Linked DNA regions of Sus scrofa: region 2 is linked to region 1. Evidence: chromatin contacts called from public HiChIP or PLAC-seq data. All regions are on one chromosome and are shown on one strand. The core of a region is the stretch at or near the end of the contact, and the rest is flanking DNA. Distances in the headings are between cores, read along the strand shown. Region 1 holds the start of RAPGEFL1 (rap guanine nucleotide exchange factor-like 1). Region 2 holds the start of CSF3 (colony stimulating factor 3 (granulocyte)).

Region 1 (2,700 bases), core at 158-2,657:
CACTGCCCCCCCACCCGCACCCTGAGTGGGCCAGCCCTCTGCTCTGGGGCTTCTAAACAGAACTGGGGACTCCTGGAAGGTCTTTCAGGGCTTGGCCACCTCTAGGGGGCCACACTGACTGGTCTGGGCAGCGTCCATCTTAGCATGTCAGGCCCGAATTTGGGGCCACAGAAGGACGCAGTCAACATCAGGGACCTAGGAAGGGCTGGATAAGATGTCCGGGGGAGAGGAGAGGTGGCTTAAGGAGAGAAAGAGGTTCAGCTTCTTCCCCAGCCACTGGCTGAAGCTGCTACAGGGAGGAAGGTGGCACTGCCACTTCTCCACTGCAGAAGGGTCTGTCCCTCCCGTAGGCCCCTAGCCCACTTCAGCTGACCAGACCACTCAACCCCACACCGAGGCTCCGCGCAGCGCCACCCCCACTCTCCAAGGGCAAGGAAGAGCAACCAGGGGACGACCCCCTACTGGGGGATGGATGAGCTGGCCGACTCCTTACCTGAGGCAGCGCTGTCCCTGGTGGCCCCTCCAGCCAGCCGCTCCAGAACCCGGTTCAGAAGATGCTCCGGCCGCTCGGGGGCGCCCAGGGGGGCCCAGGGTGGGGAAGGCAGGGGCTCGCCCGGGGACAGCTCATCTGAGGAGTACGAGGAAGGGGAGCGCAGGGCCCCCCCTCCCCCGAGCGGTCCGGGCCCTGGCACCTCCTCTAGCTGCAGCCAACAGGGCCCCCTGCTGCTGAGCTCCTCCGCGACCCCCGCCAGCTCGCCCCCGTCCTCCTCAGGGGGCGGCTCCAGCCCCGGCTCGGCGGGGGGCTCCCGGAGGAAAGCTGGGAGCAGCAGGCGAGACACGCTCTGACGCCGCTGCAGTGGCCGCGGTCCCCCGGTTGGACCGCCGCCCCCGCCAGGTCCCCCACCCCCTCCAGGCCCGCCGCAGCTACCCGGACCCCCGCCGGGACCTCCCGCCACCGTTCGCCCCGCCAGCTGCGACGTCTGCTTCTTCAGAAATTTCTCCAGCGGCTTCATGCCCCCCCCCCGCCCCTCTCCTCGGGGCCGCCGGAGGACCCAGGTGTCCCAGGCGCGGGCGGGGGGGGGGCGGGGACACGATGCTCAGAGCCGGAGGGGCAGAGCGGAGGGCCGTGCCAGGCGCCGGACTGGGGGCAGAGGTGCCCGAGGCTCGCTGGCCGGAGTCCAGTGGCCAGGGGCCGGAGGGGGTGCCAGAGGGAAGGAGTGCCTGCTCTTAGTGGCCCCCCATGCCGGCTGCAGCGCACGCGGCCCGAAGGGTGGGTAGGCTGCGGGGCCGGTGCCCCTCGCTCTACGCTCCGGAGCCGGGCTGCGGCGGCAAAGGCAGCGGGTGGTGCGCAACGCTGAGAAGACGCGGCGGTGGCGGCGGCGGCGGCAGCGGCGGCGGCGGCTGTGCTCCTGACCGGGGGGAAGGTGGCAGAACTGAGGCCGCGCCCCCTCCTTCAGTCCCCGCCCAGTCCCCGCCCCCGCCCTTCATGGGCCCGCCCCCTAGGCCGCGCGAGGCTTGAACTTGGGCGCAGGGGCTGACAGCGAGGGAAACAGTAAGGGGCTGAATGGGATTAGACTCGGGGCAGATCCAGACGTTCAGGGCAAAGGGGAGGGAGTAATTTACCCACTGAAAGGGGGTTCCTGGCTTGAGGCCTACGAGGACTCTTGGTATCATTGCAAAGAACCAGGCCACACACTTTGCTTGACTCACCTACCTGTATTCGGGTGGGGCCTCCAAAAATTGCTGATTGGTTGTCCATCACTCTGGATCTTGATAATGTACTCTTGTTGCCATACTCTGAGGAATATGTGGTTTTTATCTTCCTTCTGTTAGAAGGGCTGGAAAGGCCTCGGGTGAACTGGCATTGAAACCTGAGGCAGTACTCATCTGCCCTTTCTGGTAGGGCACAATAGGTGGTGAGGGCCTGGCCTGTGAGAGGCAGGTACTGGCAGGCAGGTAGGAGCCAGGCTGGGAGCCGCAGGTTGTGGCAGGTCTAATTGGGGTGAGGAGAAGAGACAGTAGGCAAAGGGGGAGGAGACCAGGAGCACAAGGGCACCTGAGCCTAGCTGGCAGCAGGAGGAAGCAGAGCCCTAGAGATGGTTGACAAGCTCCAGAACTGCCAACTAACACCATCCAGCATAGAGAGCGAGCCCATCCAGAGATGACATAACCACAGAGTGAGGAAAGTAATACCAAATTTGCTCTCCAAGTAATCTTATTCCTGATGCCTATGCCCAGAGCATTCTGCCCCTAAGGGCACACCGTTCCAGAAGGAGGGTGGTAGAGAGACATGCTCAGTGTAAGCACATCAAGGTTAAGGTAACAAGGTGGGGAGTGGCACCAGGCACCAGATGGGTTGAGGCTCCTTGGCCAATGCCCCACCCCTGTTTACTGTGCACCAACCAGGCAGCAACAGGAATGTTAAAGGCTGGGAGTGGTGGTGGAACTGAACAGGGTGTGTGCCATGCACGTGTGTCACTGTGTGTACCTATCTGGTCCTATGTGTGCAAGAGCATGTCTTCATAGAAATAAAGCTTTGCACACCCATCTGTTTGTGGATTTGCAAAAAAGAACAGTTAAAAAGGAGAAAGCACACTTTTGGCTAAAAAGCTGGACTAGAGAGCCGAGTATTTGTTTCCTGGGTTCTCATTATTGGATACCCCAATATCTTTGGGGCTAAGAGGGGAAACTGGTTGGAGT
Region 2 (2,700 bases), core at 170-2,669, 140 kb after region 1:
AGGTCAGGGTTAGTGGTGAAGCCAGGACCAGAACCCAGGACTGTTTCAAGGTCCTGTGAACTGATTCACACCCCCAACTAGGGGAAATGGGGGAGGGTCCTGGGATGGGCTGGTAGCTCCATACCTCCAACGCCCCCTGCCCCTCCCAGCCCTGCAAGGCTCCTGCCCCAGCCCTAAAGAACCCCGGGATCCCCGGGCTGGCAGCACGGCCTTTGAAGACCATCTGGGTCCAGGCCCCCAATGCTTGCTGCTCCCAGAGAGACTCACCTGCAGCCAGATGTTGGTGGCTAAGTCGGTGACATCCAGCTGCAGTATGTCCAGGGCGGGGGCCAGCTCTGGGGAGATGCCCGCCAGGGCCTGCAGGAGGCCCTGGTAGAGGACGAGGCCGCCATGCAGTTGGTTCAGGCAGCCAGTCTGGGGGGATGGGGAGGAGTCAGGGGGTGTTCCTTCCAGATCACCTTTCCTACCCCCTCACCTCCCTTCTCCCCTCCGGAACTCACCAGCTGCAGGGCCTGGCTGGAGCAGCTGCTCAGGGAAGCCTGGGGGAGGCCCAGAGAGTGCCCGAGCAGCACCAGCTCCTGGGGGTGGCACAGCTTGTGGGTGGCACACTGGGGGCGGGAAGGATGCCGAGTGAGGGGGGCTGACAGGGCTGGGCTGTCCTCCCTTCCGAGCGCCCCCATCTCTCTGAGGTCTTTTCCTCCTTCCACCTCCCACCAGGCTTCTTGCTCCCCTTCCTCCGTCCACTCCGCAGCCAGCCCCTCCCAGCACTGTCCCCAAGAAGTTCTCCCCCGCCCCCAGCTCTGTGCCAGTGCCCAGGGCTCCACCTCTCCTTGCCAGTCCATTACCCCCAGTCTCTCCTCTCCCAATCTGGAGGCATTCTTTCCCAAGGGTCCCTTCGCCTCCTTCTCCCCCAACCTCTCCTCTGTGCCCCCTCCTGCAGCACCTCTGTCCCCTCCCTGACCCTCCGCTGCCGGCCTCCCTCACTCACCAGCCTCTCCTGCAGCTCGGCGCCATCAGCCTGGATTTTCCTCACTTGCTCTAAGCACTTGAGCAGGAAGCTCTGGGGCAGGGAGCTGGCAGGGCTGAGAGGGGCGGCTTCGGGCACCATCCAGAGTGCAATGTGCCAGAGCAGCAGCTGCAGGGCTGGGAGCAGACAGGGGCTCAGGGAACGTGCCGTCCACTCCACCTGAGTCCCTTTCCAGGATCCTAGGGACCCCCAGTCCTCTGCCCCTCTGCCCCTCCCCACGTCCAGGGCCCCGGACACTCACCCATCAGCTTCATGGGGCTCTGGGCAGCAGGCTCAGCCGAGGGTCTGGGTGGGTCTGTAGGTTCTGGGTTCTGTCAGGGACCAGATCTGGGGGCCTTTATACATAAGCCCATGGAGGCCTGGGAGGAAATTACCTGGTGCCGCGACTAAGGCTTAGTAATAACTTCCCAAGACTTATGCAAATTTGTTGTCCAGGACAATGCAGGGCGGTTGGGGCAAAACAAAAAAAAAAAACTGTTTGCGAAAGTTTTGTGAAATTGTGGAATCTCTGATTCTTCTTTGACGTCTGGTCCCCCTCGGACTCCCTTCCTCCCCTAGCCCCACCCAGGCCTGCATTGCCCCAGGGTGTTTGAACCGCTAAACAAAAGCTGAGCCAGTGATAGAGGCCTTGGGGGCTGGAGTAAGGTCAGAACTCAGGGCAGAGGCAGGCCTCCCTCCCTCCCCGGCACATGTCCCCATGAAGCCCCCTTTGCCACTCTCTCTTGGGATTCTCAAGCCACCTGCTCCCTCAGCCCCAGCTCTGAGAAGGAAGAAGCTAGGTGCTCCCGTTTCTATCCCCCAAATTCCCAGGCACCTGCCTCCCTGAGTGCCCTTCGGAGGGGCTGGAGCCTGAGATAAGGACATGGGGGTCTTGCCTCCTGTCCCCAGCCCACACTGTGATAGGCACCATCCCAGGTTCCTGTTCTGAACTGGGTAGCTGGGAACTCCCCAATCCCCCCCATGACTCATTCCTTTAAGCCCCCGGAATCCTGGCAGAGACTGGAGGAAACCGGATGACTGTCCTGATGAAGCAAGACCCTTCGAGCCTCTTAGTTCACCTGACCTTGCCCTTCCTCCTCCTCCCCCCGCACTACCCCTCCCCCGACAATGTCCTAGTGCTTTGGGGCTTGAGGATCTGGGATATGGGGCTTCCCTGGCCAGGTTCACTGCCAGCCAGAGTATGGGTGCTGTCCTGAGCAGAGAAGGGTGAGAAAGAAGAAAGTGCCTGGCTTCAAACTGGAGAACCATGCACTGTGAGCGCTGGAAGGGACTTTGGAGTTCGTTCCAACCCTGTGAACTGGGCCAGTGAGGGCAGAGCCTTGCCCAAGGTCATGGGCAGCAGAGTCAGAGTTATAACCTGGACCTCTGCCTGGCGCCTGAGAGTTTTCCACAGGCCATGGGGCCTACCTGGGGAAGTCTGACCAACTGCACTCAAGGCTGTCACTTTCTGTCCCAATTTACCCTACAAGGTGCCAGAACAGTGAGCCTTTGGATGAGGAGTGGGTGTGTCTGACTGGGCCAGGCCATCTCTGCGGAGACGGGGCCCCCTGGTGGCCACAACGGGAAGGGACGTCACCGGCTAATCCAGTCATTTCTTGCCTCTGGTCCCCTGGCCTGCAGGGTGGCCTTGGCCCCCAACAACACCTTAGGTTAGGCAACTGGCTACCAGGCCC

What was found. HiChIP or PLAC-seq counts read pairs in DNA pulled down with a chosen protein or histone mark.
Region 2: an H3K27ac HiChIP or PLAC-seq map of skeletal muscle shows a contact between it and region 1. The contact joins the promoter of CSF3 here to the promoter of RAPGEFL1 in region 1. A contact is called at or near these places in 1 of 5 promoter capture datasets (fetal liver), 8 of 47 Hi-C or Micro-C datasets (adipose tissue, alveolar macrophages, embryonic fibroblasts and 4 more) and 2 of 2 datasets of contacts at active chromatin or transcription factors (alveolar macrophages and skeletal muscle).

Annotation. Positions count from the first base shown.
Region 1 is chr12:22,194,434-22,197,133 of Sscrofa11.1, forward strand. RAPGEFL1 (rap guanine nucleotide exchange factor-like 1) reads right to left here and starts at 1,408. Exons shown (of 11, transcript XR_002337116.1): 1 at 494-1,408.
Region 2 is chr12:22,334,530-22,337,229 of Sscrofa11.1, forward strand. It overlaps CSF3 (colony stimulating factor 3 (granulocyte)), which reads right to left and starts at 1,420. Exons shown (of 5, transcript NM_213842.1): 1 at 1,269-1,420; 2 at 989-1,143; 3 at 501-608; 4 at 268-414. The coding sequence starts at 1,281.